6 separate regions of the Mus musculus genome follow, and all the other regions are linked to region 2. The links are chromatin contacts, called in public ChIA-PET and promoter capture Hi-C maps. All regions are on one chromosome and are shown on one strand. Each heading gives the region's core, a stretch centred on a gene start, on an enhancer-like site or on the middle of the called end of the contact. The rest is flanking DNA. Distances are from core to core; before and after follow the strand shown.

Region 1 (2,721 bases), core at 2-2,501, 310 kb before region 2:
GGGCCAACAATTCCCAACAACCACATGAAGGCTCACAACCATCTGTACAGCCACAGTGTACTTATATACATAAAATAAATCTTTTTTTAAAACCCTATATATAATAAAGGCTTTGAGCCAAAATGGATAGTTAATTCTTTATTGTATTTGATATATATGTGTGTGTGTATGTATATGTGTGTGTGTATATATATATACATATATATATATATACATATATTTTTTTTCCAGCAAGATCACTATGCAGCCCAGGTTGGCCTCTTACTTGAGTCAGCCCTCCTGTCTTAAGTCTCCAAGAGATAGGATGAGGGCTGGTGAGATGGCTCAGTGGGTAAGAGCACCTGACTGCTCTTCCGAAGGTCCAGAGTTCAAATCCCAGCAACCACATGGTGGCTCACAACCATCCGTAACAAGATCTGACTCCCTCTTCTGGTGTGTCTGAAGACAGCTACAGTGTACTTACATATAATAAATAAATAAATATTAAAAAAAAAAGAGATAGGATGAGAGGTGCCACATCACAGTGACAGGTTCAAACCTTTATTTTTTCAAAGTTAAAAAAAAAAAAAAGAACAAGGTCCTAATTCTTGGAAAATTCAAGACATATATAATTCCATATTTAACTCTAATCTTGCTACTATGTATCAGGTTCAGAAAACCAGTTAAGCCAACCAAAAGATTTACTGATAGGCCCCACCAGTCATTCACTACCAATAACCAAGCTAGAGGTAACCAAGTTGGAGGAGTCATACAAATAAATATGAGTAAGACAACCTCCCTGAGCCCAGGAAACTCAAAGCCCAAGCTACAGATTACCATCCGAGTTTGTGAGTGCAATCGAATATCAGCCCTGATTCCAGGAAGACAGGCAGGTGGCTGAGCACTATGGGCAACCAAGCATCCAACTTGAGTTTACACAAGGTGGAAGGGCTTGGGTAATCAAAGCCAGCTCTGGTTTCGGGGCCCATGCCGCCAGGGTCCTCCACCCAGTTCCAAGCAACCTAAGATCTGTCCTTCTAAGGGGCAGATATCCTGACTGGCACTGGCCCCTGGTCCTCCAGCGGTTGGTGACAACTCACAGACTCAGCTGCGGCTTCCTGTTCGTCTACTGCTAGGGCCCAAGAATCCGTAGCCATGGCCCGCGGTGCCGGGGCAGCGCTGGCAGGCTTGCCCGCTTGGGCGGTGCGACCGCGGACTCAGGTGGGTGGCAGAGAAGTCCAGCACCGCCCCGAGGGAAATCATTCACTAAAGCTCAGACCGGAAACGGCGCGCCACGGTGTCGTCAGAGTCAGCGTCAGCTCCGCGCCCCTAAGGTCCGGGGATCCAGCGCCACTACTGTCCTCTTCGGGTTCCCACCCATCACCCTTCGCTGCAGATCGTCCTACAACCCAACTGAGGTAGCCAGCATTAAATGCTCTTGGACCGAAGGCGGAAAGTCACATTTTCAATCAGCATGGTGGCATAGATGGCCCTGGTATAACTATTACAGCCAGAATACATAAGCAAGTGTTTTACCTTTTCAGGATATTTAAAATGCCTCTGTGTAAACGTGCCTTACCAGACTCTTAGCTAAGGTCAAAATAGTATCTGTTCTTTTCAATTTAATAAGATGTCTAAGCATTGACAATCAGTCCCGTGAAACAAACAGGTGCTCAATGATATGCCCCAAATTGAGTTTTGAACACCAAAGGAAGATGCCAAGGAAAATTCTTGGTAGAGTATCAGAGACCAGAAAGAGCAAGCGGTTTGCTCAATCAAATCAATTCAGTTCCTGAAGGAAATGGTAAAAGCAGTTTAATAACAAAATACATGACCTCTGGCGTTATCTATGCTTTCTTCAGATGGCCATCTCTCCTCTCCTATGTAAAGGTTGTGTCGTTGGCATTTTATTTAATTACTTTTGGATGAATACTTTAAAGATTTAGTCATTTAATTTTATGTGTATGAGTGCTTTGCTTGCATGTCTATGTGCACCACATGTGTGCTTGGTACCTAGTCAGAAGAAAGTGTTGGATACCCTGGAAGTGGAGTTACAGATGGTTACAATGTGGCTACCTGGAATGGAACCCAGGTACTATGCAAGAGCAACAAATGCTCTTAATCTCTGCTCCATCTCTCCAGCCTTCACAGCCTTCATTTTGGGAATTTTTTTTCCGAACTTTTTTTTTTTTGGTTTTTTGAGACAGGGTTTCTCTGTATAGCCTTGGCTGTCCTGGAACTCACTTTGTAGACCAGACTGGCCTCGAACTCAGAAATCCACCTGCCTCTGCCTCCCAAGTGCTGGGATTAAAGGTGTGTGCCACCACGCCCTGCCTAATTTTGGAAATTTTAAAAAGGAAATAGCTCTAGTTTTAGAATAGTAAAATAAAGGCAGAAGGAACTACCTGCTTCCCCCTAACCAGGATTAAATAGGTCTTTATCCTGTGTATTCCATAGAAAGAAACTGAGCATCTTCCTGGAACTATAAAAACATTTTACTAATACCCCATGATAATAAATTAACCTCAAGAAATGTTGGATAGGTAAGGGTGGGGTGGAGGCAGGAGCCAGCTAGGAGGCCATGATCATATTTCAAGTTAGAAGAAACCCCAAGGAAAAGCAGCTAAAAAACAATTAAGTTATTTTGTATTTTTCAGGACTATAGAAGATTATAAATAAAATTTCAAATAGATTTTATTGAAGTGAAACATTAAGTTACACAAGATGCAATACAGTAGAATA
Region 2 (2,870 bases), core at 288-2,787:
ACAGATCAGATCACAACATGGAGAAAATAACTCCCTGAAATTCCAATCTGCCTTTAAAACATAAGTAAAAAAGTAAAACCAAGGACTGGAGAGATGGCTCAGCGGTTAAGAGCACTGATTGCCCTTCTGGAGGGCCCGAGTTCAATTCCCAGAAACCACACGGTGGCTCACATCCATCTGTAATGGGATCTGATGCCCTCTTCTGGTGTGTCTGAGGATAGCAACAGTGTACTCACATAAAACAAATTAAATAAATCTAAATCTTACCAAAAAAAAAAAAAAAAAAGTGAAAAAGCAGCCAAACTGAAATCAAGCATGTGAGTAATTAGTTTTCCTTGTCCCCAGGATTCCTGGGCAGGAGGCACAGGCATTAATGTCAGAGTACTCTTTAATGGCTGAGCCATCTCTCTAGCCTGTCAGGACGCTCTTAGAGAAAAATCAATGGATCTCGGGGCCCAGCCATTCCCAGATGGTGAGCCCAAGTCGTCAAGGCTCTTTCTTGGATGTCTGAGAGCAAAGGAGAAAAATCTGGAAGCACTACTAAATATATTAATTACTCATATCCTCCCCCCCCCCCCCAGCCTGGACTATACAGTGAGTTCCAGGCCAGCCAGAGCTACACAGTGAGATCCTGTTTCGATAAACAAATAAATAAATAGTCTAAAAAAAATCAGATGCCCTTTAAAAAAAAAACTTTACGTTAGATTATTCGTGAAATGGGCCCCAGAAAAGGAAGAGGGCGTTCATAGTTAAGAACTGGAATCCCGCTGAGTAATGGTGGAGCATACATGCCCTTAGTCTCAGCACTTGGCAATCAAGAGGCAGGCAGATCTCTGAGATCATGTCCGGCCTGGTCTACGGAACAAGTTCCAAGTTCCAGTGCAGCCTGAGCCACCCAGAGAAACCCTGTCCTGAGTCCCCGCTTCCCCCACCCCTACCCCAAACCCCCGTAATCGTCTGTGCTGGAAATTAATTGTCCTACTGACTACCCATCTACTCTACGACTTGGGCACCTCGGGGCGGGTCCCCAGTCCCCACCTTTTGCCTTTCCTCGAATGCCATTCCTCGATCTCCATCCTCCTTGGGCAAAAAAAGGTCAGCAGAGATCTCAGCAGAATAACAGCCCAATTTAGTTAGGGAATCGAAACCAACTCACCCTAAGTTCCAGGAAGTCCAATCTGTGATTCTGGGATTCTCCTGCTTCCTCCTGCCGCGCTACAGCTCACTGGATTCTACGTGATCTCCGAGGGGCGCTCGTCCGGTCTATCCTGCGCTCAGTTCCTGTAGGATCATCAGTCTCCCGCCGCTCCCGGACCGCGGTCTTCTGCCTCGTTGACAATGCACGCCAGGTCGGAGCAGGTCCCCGGTGTCCTGAGTCCCCTCCCTTGGTGCAACCTTAAAGCTCTCGCCTCTCGGAGGAACTCCGCACCAGCCGCGGTTCCCGCCTAAAGTCAAATTTGGGCCAACGCAGCAATGCTCCAGCAGAGTCCTCAAAACCAACCTGTCCGACAGCTATTTCTGTCCAGAGTTCTGCTCCGGAAGCCGCGGCCAGTTTGACACGCCTTCCCCCGGCTTTCTACTCCTACTGGAGATATGCCAGCTTCCCACACCCGCTCTCTGGACAGCTCCCAGTTGAAGCCCCTAGTTGGCTGATTCTTTCCCCAAATCCATTAAATAGTTACTCTTCCCAGGTTCTCTGTTTGAGGTCTTGAATTTGGGGGTTGAGAAAATAAGGTTGCAGAGAGCCCTGATAGCCAGTGTAAGGGATAGCCTGGAACTTCAGCATAATTAAAAAAAAAAAAAAAGAAAGAAAAAGAAAAAGAAAACGAAAGTGAGGCGGATGTCCTGAGTCATTTTCCTCTCTCGAGGCAAAAGGCCTTGTCCTCTGACTTCAACGTGTGCACTGGCCCTGGCACGCAAACGCATGCATACCACACCGGTAAATACATAAAAATGGAGGTAACCCGTAGAAGTGCTGAGGCGGTTCCTTTAGCTGCTTTGTGTTGAATAATCCTGGGGCAGGGGATGGAGAGTAATGGAGGAAGTTTAAGGGAGTGTGAAGTTACCCAAGTAGGGGTCAGTTCCTTTTTTTCCCCTTCTAAGGTCATCTCCAAACTTTGTTATTTTTCAAGATGAGTTTATTATTTGTCAGTTATACCCCCAGTTAGCTAGTATAAGAAATAACCTTTCATTAGCTAGTTGGTGGTGGCACAGACCTTGAGTCCCAGCACTCAGGATCTCTGTGAGTTCGAGGCCAACCTAGTTTACAAATCCAGTTCCAAGAGCGCTAAAGCTCTACACACACACACACACACACACACACACACACACACACTCAGATATATGTTGAGATATATATCTCAAAAATAAAACTAAAACAAAATTTAAAAAGAGGAAGGAAAGAAAGAAGAAAATGCCGTTGGCTGACTCATGCTATATAGCTGGGAAAGAATAGAAATAAATTGTATGGGGAGACATTTTACTTTGAGGCAACATAGTTCAGGGATGTCTGGGGGGCTTAGTTTACCTGTTTTCTCACTTCTTTTCTTTATTAAAGATTTATTTATTTTATATTATGTGAGTACACTGTCATTGTCTTCAGACATACCAGAAGAGGGCATCAGAACCCATTACAGATGGTTGTGAGCCACCATGTGGTTGCTGGGACTTGAACTCATAACCTGTGGAAGAGCAGTCAGTGCTCTTAACCACTGAGCCATTGCACCTGCTCCATTTTCTCTCTCTCTCTTTTTTTTTTTTTTTTGCCCTTTCTCCCCACAGACATTCCCCACAAGATCTCATGTAGCCCAGGCTGGCATGGAATTCACTGTGTAGCCAAGAGTGTTCTTAGACTGTTGGTCCTCCAGCCT
Region 3 (2,700 bases), core at 124-2,623, 460 kb after region 2:
CTGGTTTAAAGGAGACTGCTGTTGGACGGGAAAGTTACCTAGTTAAATAATACTAGCCAGGTGTGGTGGCGCACGCCTTTAATCCCAGCACTCGGGGGAGGCAGAGGCAGGGGGATTTCTGAGTTCGAGGCCAGCCTGATCTACAAAGTGAGTTCCAGGACAGCCAGGGCTATAGAGAAACCCTGTCTCAAAAAACCACAAAAAAAAAAAAAATTGCTTTCTTTTCCTCCTCTACTGTACTCAAATAGTTACATAAAACACAAACCACTTCTATTGCTCTACTGGAAAGTTTGCTGACTGAATGGTGGGAGAGGGAAATCCTTCAACAGGAGTACTGCCAGATCAGTGCACCTCCTAACCCTCATCTGAGAAACTTCTACCTGCAGTGGGTGGGGACTGGCCAAAGGGCAGAGAACAAGAGAGGGACAAATGCTCATCCGTCAGTGGAACAAGTACCACACTCCCCTCCCCGAAGGCTCTGACCGTCGAGGGAGCGAGGAAGAGAGGGTCTAGGAGCTAGAGGCAGTAGATGACTCTCAAGAGCAGGCCTCTCCATCCACAGTGGGCAGCTGCACATATGACCTGACAGTAGTTGTGACAGCATACAAAAGCCCTGTGCAAGCTCAAACCAGACCAGATACCAGCACGGAGAGGGGAGCTGAGCACAGAATCCCACACCTAGCTGTGTTGGCATGTGTTAGCCGCAGGGAGAGAAGGAGTTTTCTCCAGTGGATGACCACACATCCAATAGTATTTGGGCAGCACAAATTGGTCTTGATGCTAGGTCTGTTTTTTGTTTTTAAAGTTGGAAGTTGGATGGGTCTGTAAGGAGGGGTAGATTTGGGAAGTTGGGACAGGGGTGAATATAATAAAAACACACTGTAAGACACGCTTAAAGAATAATTAAAAAAAAAAATCACTGCCATGGGATAAAAGCACCATATAAAATAGAAGGCAGTTTGGACTGGGAAAAGGCTCAGTGGTAGATGCTAGCCTCAGAATTCTCCAACATTTAGGTCTGATCACCACACACACTGCACAGTAAAAAGAACAAGTCCGTTTTATTATGGTCCTGCAAAAAGAGAAAAAGTGGAATGAAAAATTTCCCTGCAAATGGAATCAAAATTCAAATAGAAAACCCAAGACTTAGAGGCTCCTCAGCAGGCTTCACCTCTCTGCCCATGGATTCTTTTCTCACTTTTGGATCTCATTTGCTCAGTAAGAGTTAACTCGTACATTAAAGGAACGTTGTTCCAGCTTTACAGAAAGCTTTTAAGGACAGGGTCAGTGCAAGGACCAGATTCTTCATGAACTCATTAAGCAGACAGGTCACTGTGGCCTCAGGGTTCATTCAGCAGCAGGAAAAGCTCCGCTGGTAATGCGAGTTGTTTCCTGTACATCTCAAAATGCACAGGACGGCTCTGGTCTCCATTGTGAGCCTGCTTCCTGACTGGGAAGGAAAGAAAATACTTTCACGATGACTATTCTTTTCTTAGGCTGGTGTTACATTTGGCCACAAGACATCATGGGCAAGCACAGGGCTTCTACCCCAGGGCACTTTCTAATGCTCCTCTTTGCAGTTAATTATGTTCTGACAAGGCTGTGTTTACTTCACCAGCTTTTAATGAATTGTGTGTACATGCTGACAGCTGTAATTAGTAAGTGTTGCAGTAACTGCATCCTAGTCTCCTGTACAGCACAGCGTCAGCCACTCTTCTCTTTGCCATTCTTTTTTTCTTTCTTTCTTTTTTTTTTGTTTTTTTGAGACAGGGTTTCTCTGTATAGCCCTGGCTGTCCTGGAACTCACTTTGTAGACCAGGCTGGCCTCGAACTCAGAAATCTGCCTGCCTCTGCCTCCCGAGTGCTGGGACTAAAGGCGTGCGCCACCAATGCCCGGCCTCTTTATCATTCTTGACCCTCCTATTCCTACTCCAAAGTGAGATTCAAGGCTATTAAGGAAACCCAACTGGTTTTTCTATATCGTTCAGAAATGCTCTGTTTTATACTGTTGAATCTCAACATCTAACCTGAGAACGCCATTCAGGATTGCATAATCACCATGCTGTTGAGAGAAAACCCGGTGCTTCTCTCTGGAGTAAGAGATTGGCAGATAGACAGAGGACTCCAGAACACAACTCCTAGACAAAGCTCTCCATGCTGGACAGGACACAGAGAACTCAGCATGGTGCTGACAGTCACAGACAGGAAGCTTTCTCTCAACTTTATATCCATAGCCGTTTGGGCAGGAAACGGGGGACGGGGTGGCTGTGGGAAACTGACCAACAATCCTATACTTTTCCTGGCTTTGGACTCAGCATTTCTGGAGAATGCAAGTTCTTTTCCTCGGCCCGCTTTTCCTTACCCTCATGGCTAAGATTCTCTCCCCATGCTTGGTTTATGTTTTTCTCAAGCAGTAAATAAAAAGGCACCAGGGACCCACGGCGAAGAGCTCTGGCTAGAAGAATCACTTGTCTCAATCTTTCCTCTCTGCTTTGGTTCTTGGCCTTGCCGAGGTCCATTTCCCTACAAAAAGTCAGCTGCCATGGTCTGTTTTATACCTCAAGTCCCGTGGCCTTTAACTGACAGACATTCTAGCTTAGAGCTGTCAGATGCACCGCGAGCCTTGGTGTCCCAGCCCACAGCAGGAAGGTTCCACTCTCCAGCATGCTGCAACATCTGCTAGGATGCTTCCTCTGTATC
Region 4 (2,744 bases), core at 226-2,725, 280 kb before region 2:
TGTCCTCACTTTGGCAGTAGCCATAGCTGCTCTCCTGTGCCAGCTATAGTGTTAGTCTGTGGTAGCATCACACATGATACAAATGGATGTTGGGGGCGCCTGCCATTCCCCCCTCAATCCCATTCTGACTACCATTTTCCCCTCCTATCTCCTAGAATGCAGCCAACCGGGGACTGAAAGCCAGCGAGTGGGTCCAGCAGGTTTCAGGCCTGATGGATGGTAAAGGCGGTGGCAAGGACATGTCCGCCCAGGCCACAGGCAAGAACGTGGGCTGCCTTCAGGAAGCACTGCAGCTGGCTACCTCCTTTGCCCAGCTCCGTCTGGGAGATGTGAAGAACTGATGGGAGGGAAGCCCTCTCGGGAAAGCAACTCGCCATCAACCAGACATGTCCGAAGGCGGGAATTCAGCCAGGAGCTCTCCTCCCGCCACGAAGACATTGGAGTCATGGGACCTCTCAGCAGCCCTGTCCGTCCTGATCCAGCGGTAATGGGAACACGCCTGGAGCTGTCCTGTGATTCATTGCCCCCCTCCATTACTGCTCTGAGCCCATTCATGTCAGCACCATCTGTCTAAAATCACTACCCAGGAATGCTTTTTAACGTCATGATCACATCTAGATGAGGTCACTCTGCCAGCCTGAGGCTTTAGGTCTGCAGAGGAAGGAAGCCTTTTCTCTGCAGAAAATAAAAAGGACCATGTGCAATACTTGGTGATGTCATGCGCTCTGCTTCTTGTCCTGAGGTGAGCCCTGGCTCCTGTATATCTGTTACGGTTCCAGCCTGTTTCTGGTTGATGGTATCACCGAATAGACTCCCAGACTCCTGAAAGTTCAGGAAATTCAATAGAAGGGTGGAGGAAAATAATTCTGAGTTGCTTCCAGTGGAGAACCACTGTTCTTAGTCTCTTAGGACAACCTCCACCATGCCTGTCCACATGCCTGTTTGAGGCTGCTGATATGAGGTCAGACAACTGATATAGGCAGTATGAACATGTAGGTGTGTCCTACTAACTGCCCCACCCCTACTGCTTTAACCTAAAGTAGGTTCAAGACCCTGGCCCAGCCCTAAAATGCAATTTGTATGAATCTACAAACAGCAGGGTCTGGAAGCAGAGATACTGTCTGCTTATGACAGTTCCTCAGAGTGTTAGAAATATCTAGTTGTACAAAGAGAGATACCGTCCATTTATTAAACAAGTGTTGAAGCAGCCAGAGGACTAATTGCACGAGTAAACAAAAACCTCTCACCTTGGGCAAGCTTATGTGAAACAGTCTGAATGCAAACTTCTAGGAATAACAACAGATCCGTTCCTTAGGACTAGCTAAAGTACCAGCATAGGAGTCCAGCTATACCTCGCCGTTCTTCCTCCACTCCGCTAGGTGGCAGCGCGCACACCTACCGCTCTCCCGATAGGCTCTGCGCGGGCGCGCATCTTTAAGCGAGCGGAAGAGCCGGGTGCGCAAGGGCAGCCCAGCAGGCGGAAGTAGCTCGCACGCCGGTAGCCGCCATGCCGGGAGACCATCGCCGCATCCGCGGGCCGGAGGAGTCTCAGCCGCCGCAGCTGTACGCGGCCGAAGACGACGAGACGCCCGCTGCTCGCGACCCGACGCGGCTCCGCCCGGTGTACGCGCGCGCCGGGCTGCTGAGCCAGGCCAAGGGCTCCGCCTACCTGGAGGCGGGCGGGACCAAGGTGCTGTGCGCCGTGTCCGGTCCGCGGCAGGCCGAGGGCGGCGAGCGCGGCAGCGGCCCTGCGGGAGCGGGCGGGGAAGCTCCCGCTGCCCTCCGGGGTCGCCTGCTCTGCGATTTCCGCCGCGCTCCCTTCTCCGGTCGCCGGCGTCGCGCGCCCCAGGGCGGCGGCGGGGAGGATCGCGAGCTGGGACTGGCGCTACAGGAGGCTCTGGAGCCCGCCGTGCGCCTGGGGCGCTACCCGCGTGCTCAGCTCGAGGTGTCGGCGCTGCTGCTGGAGGACGGCGGCTGTGCGCTGGCCGCGGCGCTCACCGCGGCCGCGCTCGCCCTGGCCGACGCGGGAGTGGAGATGTACGATCTGGTGGTGGGCTGCGGCCTGAGCCTCACCCCGGGACCCTCCCCGACCTGGCTGCTGGACCCCACGCGGCTGGAGGAGGAGCACTCCGCGGCCGGTCTCACGGTGGCCCTCATGCCTGTGCTCAATCAGGTGGCCGGGTTACTGGGCAGTGGGGAAGGCGGGCAGACTGAGAGTTGGACCGATGCTGTGCGCCTGGGCCTGGAGGGCTGCCAGCGCCTCTACCCAGTGCTGCAGCAGTGTTTGGTGCGGGCTGCCCGCCGGAGGGGTGCCGCCGCCCCACCCTGATTGGAAAAAACCGGAGCGACGAGGATTCGAGGACTGCTATCGCCCTTCTCTCCCTAAAGGACCAAGCGCTGATGGTCGCCTGACTCCGCAGAGCTGAGAAACGAAGAGTGGGGCAGTTGGGCGCACAGAACCAAAGCACTGGACAGCTCTGTTGGAAAGGTTTAAAAGGCCGTTGGAAACACGATCCAGTTGGAGAGATTTGAAAGCAGCCATACTCCCAAGTTGGAAAGGACTTGGGCTGGATTTACCTAGTAAATGAGATAAGGGGCTATGGTCTTGTAGGAGATGGACCCAGTGCAGGCCAGCCATTGGCTCCAATACATAATAAACTGATTCTTTTGAGAGGATGGACCAGGGGACTTTGCCTTCTCACTACTCAGAGTAAAACATAAAAACTATTTTATGACTGGAAATA
Region 5 (2,700 bases), core at 112-2,611, 440 kb after region 2:
GCTCCATTTTCTTCTATTCATCCCAAACAAAGCAAACAAAACAAAGCAAACAAAAACAAACAAAACAAAGCAAACAAAAAACAAACAGAATGCCCCATGCATGAGAGCTGGATGTGGTGGCTCTTGTCTGTGATCCCAGTACTTGGAGGACTGAGACAGGAGCATTGCCATGATTGTGAGGCTAGACTAGGTTATAGAGTGAGATCCTTTCTCAAAAACCCCACAGGGAAAACAAAACAAAATAAACACTAACAGGAATGATCATTTTTGGCTTATGGAATATCCTCTGTATTCTGGAGTGGATGGGAAATGGTATAGCAATGGCCTCTTATGTGTCATACAGGCTGCATGCAGCAAACAGTCCTACCACGCACAGGACTACAGTAACACAATGGAACAAACTAGCACCACACCATTCATGATAATGTGACAGTGTCCTGGCACTTGAACTAGACCACATTATCTGACGGCCAAGTGATTCAGATTAGAACAAGCCAATCACGGTGAGCCAGACCCCGTCTTGTGAATAAACCAGGCAACTTACAGTTCACTGAAGCTGTAATTCACTAACCGTCCTGGGAACACTGCTGCTCAGGGATGGGATCTGCCTCCGCTTAGAGCAGAGCTTCACCAGTAACTGAAGCACGGGAAGCCCTATTTGCTTAAACAGTTTGAAACAAGCCGCTGCAGAGCTCTGAGGCTGCGGAGGACAGACCCCCTTCTTACCCTTCTTTCCCTCGGTTATGGATGGCCAGTTCTTCACCAATCCCCTCTTCTTCCTTGAAGCTCTCCCAGTCCAGTTTGGATTTCTCAAGGGTGCTCATCTTCTGTTTTTTGGCTCCAATTTTCCCTAAGAGGCTGCTCATACCACTTGCTCTTTTTATCCTGTGGAAGAAAAGGGACTATGAGAACTCTGGTTTCTGCACTGGCCGTGTGTGCTGTTGTTGATGTGTACATGAGGGTCCCAGGTTGAAGCCATTTGTCTCAACAGAAACCATGCTTATACCTAGGGTATGTTCTTTGCTGTGTAGCAACTATAGACAGGGCATTATCCTAATACGCCTTTCCTGCCTAACATCCATGCCTGCTTAGCTGCACCGCTGACAGGAGCCCTCACCCCTTCAGACCCCCTTGTACTGGGTGGCAGGTCCCTGCTTGCAGGGAGGGAGGAAAATGGAGGGCTTCAGGTAAGGCTCTGAAATCACACACAGGCACAAGCTCGAATTCCAGCTCTGCCCCAATGACTCAAGGCTAGCTGTTCAAGTGCATGTGCCTTGATTTCTCAACCTACACTGAATGCTTACTCATGGATGGCGAGGAACTGTCCATGCAAACAGCCAACACAGCATCCGGCATAGGGTCAAGGTGCAGTTAACTGCCGGCCACTGTGAATCACTGTCCTCGTTTGTGCTTTGAAGCCCCAGGGGACTCTTCCACAGAGTAAGAAACAGTTTCCAGTACAGATGAGCAAGGAGTCACAGCACTGTGACTTTTAAAGGCAACTGCCTTTCAACTCCTGTAAGCTGGGGCCTGGTTTTTCCCAGGAGGCGGAGAGCATCCCGAAAGCATAGACTGTACAGCCTGGGCTCTGCGTGCTGGTGATGCTATCTACCATGGGCTGTGCGAGAAACTCCAAATGCCAAAGTCAAGTCTTGGCAGGTCAAATGTTTCCAGTCAATGTTACACGAACGAGATAAGGGAAAGAGAAGGCGGCTAGAGTTTGTAAGAAGGTGACATGAGGAGAAGAAGCCATAGAAAGAACATGGGTTAAACAAACATACAAACACACAAACATACAAACAAAACCCCTATCTTTTGTGGGCTGGGGGCAGGAATGTGCAGACCATGGGACAACTTTGTTACCTTTTCTCTCTCTCTCTCTCTCTGGCAGCATCACCAGACTTATAGGCTTCTGTTGTTGGGTGCCAAAGGCCTTTGCCCACCAAGTCGTCTTGCCAGCCTGCTTTTGGCTTTATGAAAGTAAATGAGTTCTCCGCTGGAAGAAACCAGAGGTTCCTTTCTGCTTCACAGAGATAGGCTAGCAACGCCATTCTGACTCTCACAGAGCTTTCTCAGCCTCTGTGCATCCGCCTTGAGTTTGGCCTGCTGTAGCTATGGTGGCCTGCTCAGGTCAGTGTGGAATGTTTCTGAGCTGACCTGGTATCATTCTAACCCATCACGAAACCATGGACCGTGGGCTACTTGTGTCCTAGGCCAACAGGTCAGTGCCCACACCAGACATAAGACGTGGGAGTGGTACATTCTCATTCTAGTGACACTGGTCCAGAGGATGTTAGCGTCCCTGTCTAGGTCACATCCAGTGTATTAGGATACACTGGGCTCGTTTACTATTAAAATCAATTCTGAATGGCTAGGCAGGTATCACTGTCCTTGTGTTGAGCTGGATAAATAAGCAAAGTTCAGGGAGGCTAAACAAAAAAATACAACAAAGGTCAAACCAGCAGAAAATACAGACTCAGGACAAAGTGAGACCGCAGGACTTGAGTATCTCCAAGATGAGAAGCTGTTTGAGTTTTCTATGAGCAATTTTATTGTGCTTAAGATAATTCTAAATTAGGCCAAATGCACTGTATGCATCATCCTGGTTCTCTATGTGCAGCAGTACTGACCTTCTGTAATCATGACAAAGTTCCCTACAACTGAGTGGTAACTACTGTCTGGTTAAGGATACACGCGTTC
Region 6 (2,874 bases), core at 268-2,767, 440 kb before region 2:
CCGGGAAGTATAAAACATATACCCTCCCTTCTCCCCGCCAGGTTGCTTTTGGTAGTTTTATCACAGCGATAGAAAAGCAAATTTAGACAACTCTGAATAATATGGGGTTGCTGGGTGAGGGTAGGGGAAGATCTGGAAAAGTCTCAAGAAGTCAAGCAAGGCTATGGAGTTTTCCCAGTCAGATCAGCCAGGAGAGTAACTAACACTTAAGGAGTGTTTCTCAGGCACCTAGCCAACGGCATTGTAGTGACAGCTCACAGGAGCCATTCACCAGTCCTAATAGGTGATCTTATCACACCACAGGCATAAAGGAAGCCTGGCTTAAAGAATAAGCAGGCTGCCTAAGGTCAGGTAGAGCTAGCATAAATAGCTGGGTGTGTCCCCGTGTCTATGTTCTCAGTCACAGGGAGGAATGGTCCTGGGTTGTCACACGTGGCATTTGCACAGTGATCTTAGAATACAGAGAAGAAATTATAGCAGCACTCTGCCCATTTTCACAGAGCTTCATTTGCTCAATCCAAGTTGGAGTTTTGAGGACTGGAACTTTTTATGTCTTTTTTTTTTTTTTTTCTTTTCTTTTTTAGTTACGACATAGTCCTACAAAGCAAACCTGGCTAAAAGCTTACACCAATTCATCTAGTCAAGGATTTTTGGTTGGTTGATTTTTTTTTTAGTTCTGTTTGCTTTCCAGTGCTAGGAAACCTCAGGAAAATTGCAGGAGAGTGAGCATACCCAGGGATGATAAAATAAGGCCCCTTATGCATACACGCACGCACACTCCAAGTACATATTTTTAAGACAGGCTCATATTATGCAGCCTTAGTTGGCCTCAAACTTTCCATCTTCTTGCCTCCACTTCCCAATACTAGGTTTACAGGCCTGGGCCACTATGCCAGCTCATAATCTGCTCATTGAACAAAGATGGTATAGGTAGGGACTACGCACATTTCAGCATTTTAAAAACTTTAAAAGTTGAATGTATGTGTGTGTGTGAGTGAGTGAGAGAGAGAGAGAGAGAGAGAGAGAGGGAGAGAGAGAGAGAGAGAGAGAGAGAGAGAGAGAGAGAGAGAGAGGCAGGCCCAGGAGACTCTAATTTGCAGCTTTTTGAAGAACAAGAGGCAGAAAGAAGTTGGCTGGAAGTAAAACCAGATAGTAAACAATACGTTCATACAATGTGTACCCAGTGGGGTAAACTGAGGCAGGAAAACGACTCAAATCAAAATCAGAGCAGCGCTGGCATCTAGAGCTCCCTGGCTCAAGGGAATGTCGCTCGGTGTGCCAGGTGTCCGCAAGTCGTGGGGGTTCCCTCTGAAAACCCAGATCAAGAGAAGACTGCACTACAGAGGTCCCCTGCAGCTAACTAGCGCTGGGGGCGACGGCAGAGATCTGGGAAACCCGCAGGAAGGCGCCCCAAACTACAGTGGAACTGAAGACCCCGCGGACCCACATACCTGCGTCCGCCCAGCGCTCGCAGAGCCGGCTCTTTAACGCGGCTGCGCATGCAGCGCGGCGCACCCTGGGAAATGGAGTTCATTCGGCCTCCCGCCAGAGTCCTCAGAACCTACTCGCAGCCCCGCCTTACTGAAAGGACAAAGTTCTCAAACTTACAAGGAGTGCTAAATATACAAATTTCCAGAGAGAACAGGTGTCTTAAAGACACTGGCCAACTGTTTCTTTGTTTGTTTGTTTGTTTGTTTGTTTGTTTGTTTGTTTGTTGTGACTCGGGTACAAGGTAAAAGTATATTTTGATTGTTTTGTTTTGTTTTGTTTTGACAGGGTTTCTCTTTGTAGCCCTCACTGTCCAGGAACTCATTTGCCTTCCTCTGCCTATTGAGTGTGTGTGCAACCATCGCCTGGCTGTAATTTTGACCTTTTAAAATACTTTTTATTAAAGCTAAGTCTTTCTTAACTATTGATTAATTGAATGATTGATTGATTGATTGATTGAATATGAGTACACTGTAGCTGTCTTCATGCACACCAGAAGAGGGCATCGAATCCCATAACAGATGGTTGTGAGCCATCCCGTGGTGGCTGGGCATTGAACTCAGAACCTCTGGAAGAACTTAACTGCTGAGCCATCTCTCCAATCCCTTTATTTTGACCTTTTAAAAAGGATGGGGGTTTTGGGGTTTGTTTGTTTTTTTCTGTTTTTTGTTTTCTGTTTGGTTTTTCGAGACAAGGTTTCTCTGTATAGCCCTGGCTGTCCTGGAACTCATGCTGTAGACCAGGCTGGCCTCGAACTCAGAAATCCACCTGCCTCTGCCTCCCAAGTGCTGGAATTAAAAGCATGTGCCACCACAGCCCGCTTAAGAAGGATTTTTAAAAAGTTATTATTTTAGGGACTGGAGAGATAGCTCCACTAGTTAAGAGCACTCACTGCACTTCCAGAGGACCAGGCAGATCACAACATCCTCACACAGACATAAACCACCAATGCAGGCAAAACACCAATGCATATGAAAATAAAAATGAATAATTATGAAAATGACTTTGCTTTTATTATTACCGTCAATGCCATCATTTTATGTGCCTGAGTGTTTTGCCTGCATGTGTGTCTGCACCTCGTGCATTCCAGAAGAGGTTGCCAGCAGGTATTGGATTCCCAGAAGTTAGAATTAAAGACCATTGTGACCACCATGTGGGTGCTGGGAATCAAACCCAAGTCCTCTAGAAGAGCAGCCACCTGCTGATCCATCTCTCCACCTGTTTTTTGGTTGTTTTGTTTTGTTTTATTTTTTATTTTTTTTAGATAGGATCTTCCTATGTAGCCCAGGCTGGCCCTCATTCAAACTCCTCCTACTTCAGTCTCCAGAGTGCTAGGATTGTACGAACTCACCACCATATCCTTCAGATTTTTTTTTTTTTTTTAAG

What was found. Promoter capture Hi-C pulls out the DNA fragments that hold promoters and counts their contacts. ChIA-PET counts read pairs in DNA pulled down with a chosen protein or histone mark.
Region 1: an RNA polymerase II ChIA-PET map of effector CD8 T cells shows a contact between it and region 2, with 12 read pairs. The contact joins the promoter of Ddx19b here to the promoter of Mlkl in region 2. A contact is called at or near these places in 2 of 39 promoter capture datasets (3T3-L1-derived adipocytes and liver), 1 of 115 datasets of contacts at active chromatin or transcription factors (effector CD8 T cells) and 3 of 9 other capture datasets (adipose tissue, liver and pancreatic islet).
Region 3: a promoter capture Hi-C map of liver shows a contact between it and region 2, with 3 times the contacts expected there. The contact joins the enhancer-like site here to the promoter of Mlkl in region 2. A contact is called at or near these places in 15 of 39 promoter capture datasets (the 3T3-L1 cell line, the C10 cell line, the HPC-7 cell line and 9 more) and 2 of 484 Hi-C or Micro-C datasets (cerebellum and cerebral cortex).
Region 4: a promoter capture Hi-C map of pre-B cells shows a contact between it and region 2, with 2.7 times the contacts expected there. The contact joins the promoter of Exosc6 here to the promoter of Mlkl in region 2. A contact is called at or near these places in 2 of 39 promoter capture datasets (liver and pre-B cells), 1 of 115 datasets of contacts at active chromatin or transcription factors (memory CD8 T cells) and 1 of 9 other capture datasets (pancreatic islet).
Region 5: a promoter capture Hi-C map of liver shows a contact between it and region 2, with 2.8 times the contacts expected there. The contact joins the enhancer-like site here to the promoter of Mlkl in region 2. A contact is called at or near these places in 6 of 39 promoter capture datasets (the 3T3-L1 cell line, the C10 cell line, hematopoietic stem and progenitor cells and 2 more), 1 of 15 datasets of contacts at CTCF or cohesin (large pre-B cells), 1 of 484 Hi-C or Micro-C datasets (embryonic fibroblasts), 3 of 115 datasets of contacts at active chromatin or transcription factors (the NIH/3T3 cell line, bone marrow-derived macrophages and large pre-B cells) and 1 of 9 other capture datasets (adipose tissue).
Region 6: a contact with region 2 is called in a promoter capture Hi-C map of liver, with 2.3 times the contacts expected there. The contact joins the promoter of Fcsk here to the promoter of Mlkl in region 2. A contact is called at or near these places in 2 of 39 promoter capture datasets (both in liver) and 1 of 115 datasets of contacts at active chromatin or transcription factors (bone marrow-derived macrophages).

Annotation. Positions count from the first base shown.
Region 1 is chr8:111,026,519-111,029,239 of GRCm38.p6, forward strand. It overlaps Ddx19b (DEAD box helicase 19b), which reads right to left and starts at 1,252. Exons shown (of 12, transcript NM_172284.5): 1 at 1,080-1,252. The coding sequence starts at 1,136. It also overlaps a transcript of Aars not described here.
Region 2 is chr8:111,336,668-111,339,537 of GRCm38.p6, forward strand. Mlkl (mixed lineage kinase domain-like) reads right to left here and starts at 1,538. Exons shown (of 11, transcript NM_029005.3): 1 at 1,157-1,538.
Region 3 is chr8:111,800,243-111,802,942 of GRCm38.p6, forward strand. The region is part of intron 5 of Cfdp1 (craniofacial development protein 1); the gene reads right to left. Among named protein-coding and RNA genes, the nearest start is that of Gm39252, 47 kb to the left of the region's middle. Within about 2 kb of position 1,374, at least 33 of the 459 cell types and tissues checked have an H3K27ac peak or open chromatin away from gene starts, as enhancers often do. A contact at or near this core is called in liver, where this site is marked.
Region 4 is chr8:111,054,864-111,057,607 of GRCm38.p6, forward strand. It overlaps Exosc6 (exosome component 6), which reads left to right and starts at 1,476. Exons shown (of 1, transcript NM_028274.4): 1 at 1,476-2,744. The coding sequence starts at 1,508. The coding sequence ends at 2,329. It overlaps Aars (alanyl-tRNA synthetase), which reads left to right. Exons shown (of 21, transcript NM_146217.4): 21 at 156-706. The coding sequence ends at 341.
Region 5 is chr8:111,778,525-111,781,224 of GRCm38.p6, forward strand. Cfdp1 (craniofacial development protein 1) reads right to left here. Exons shown (of 7, transcript NM_011801.2): 6 at 727-885. Among named protein-coding and RNA genes, the nearest start is that of Gm39252, 25 kb to the left of the region's middle. Within about 2 kb of position 1,362, at least 56 of the 459 cell types and tissues checked have an H3K27ac peak or open chromatin away from gene starts, as enhancers often do. A contact at or near this core is called in the NIH/3T3 cell line and liver, where this site is marked.
Region 6 is chr8:110,900,971-110,903,844 of GRCm38.p6, forward strand. It overlaps Fcsk (fucose kinase), which reads right to left and starts at 1,518. Exons shown (of 24, transcript NM_172283.3): 1 at 1,452-1,518.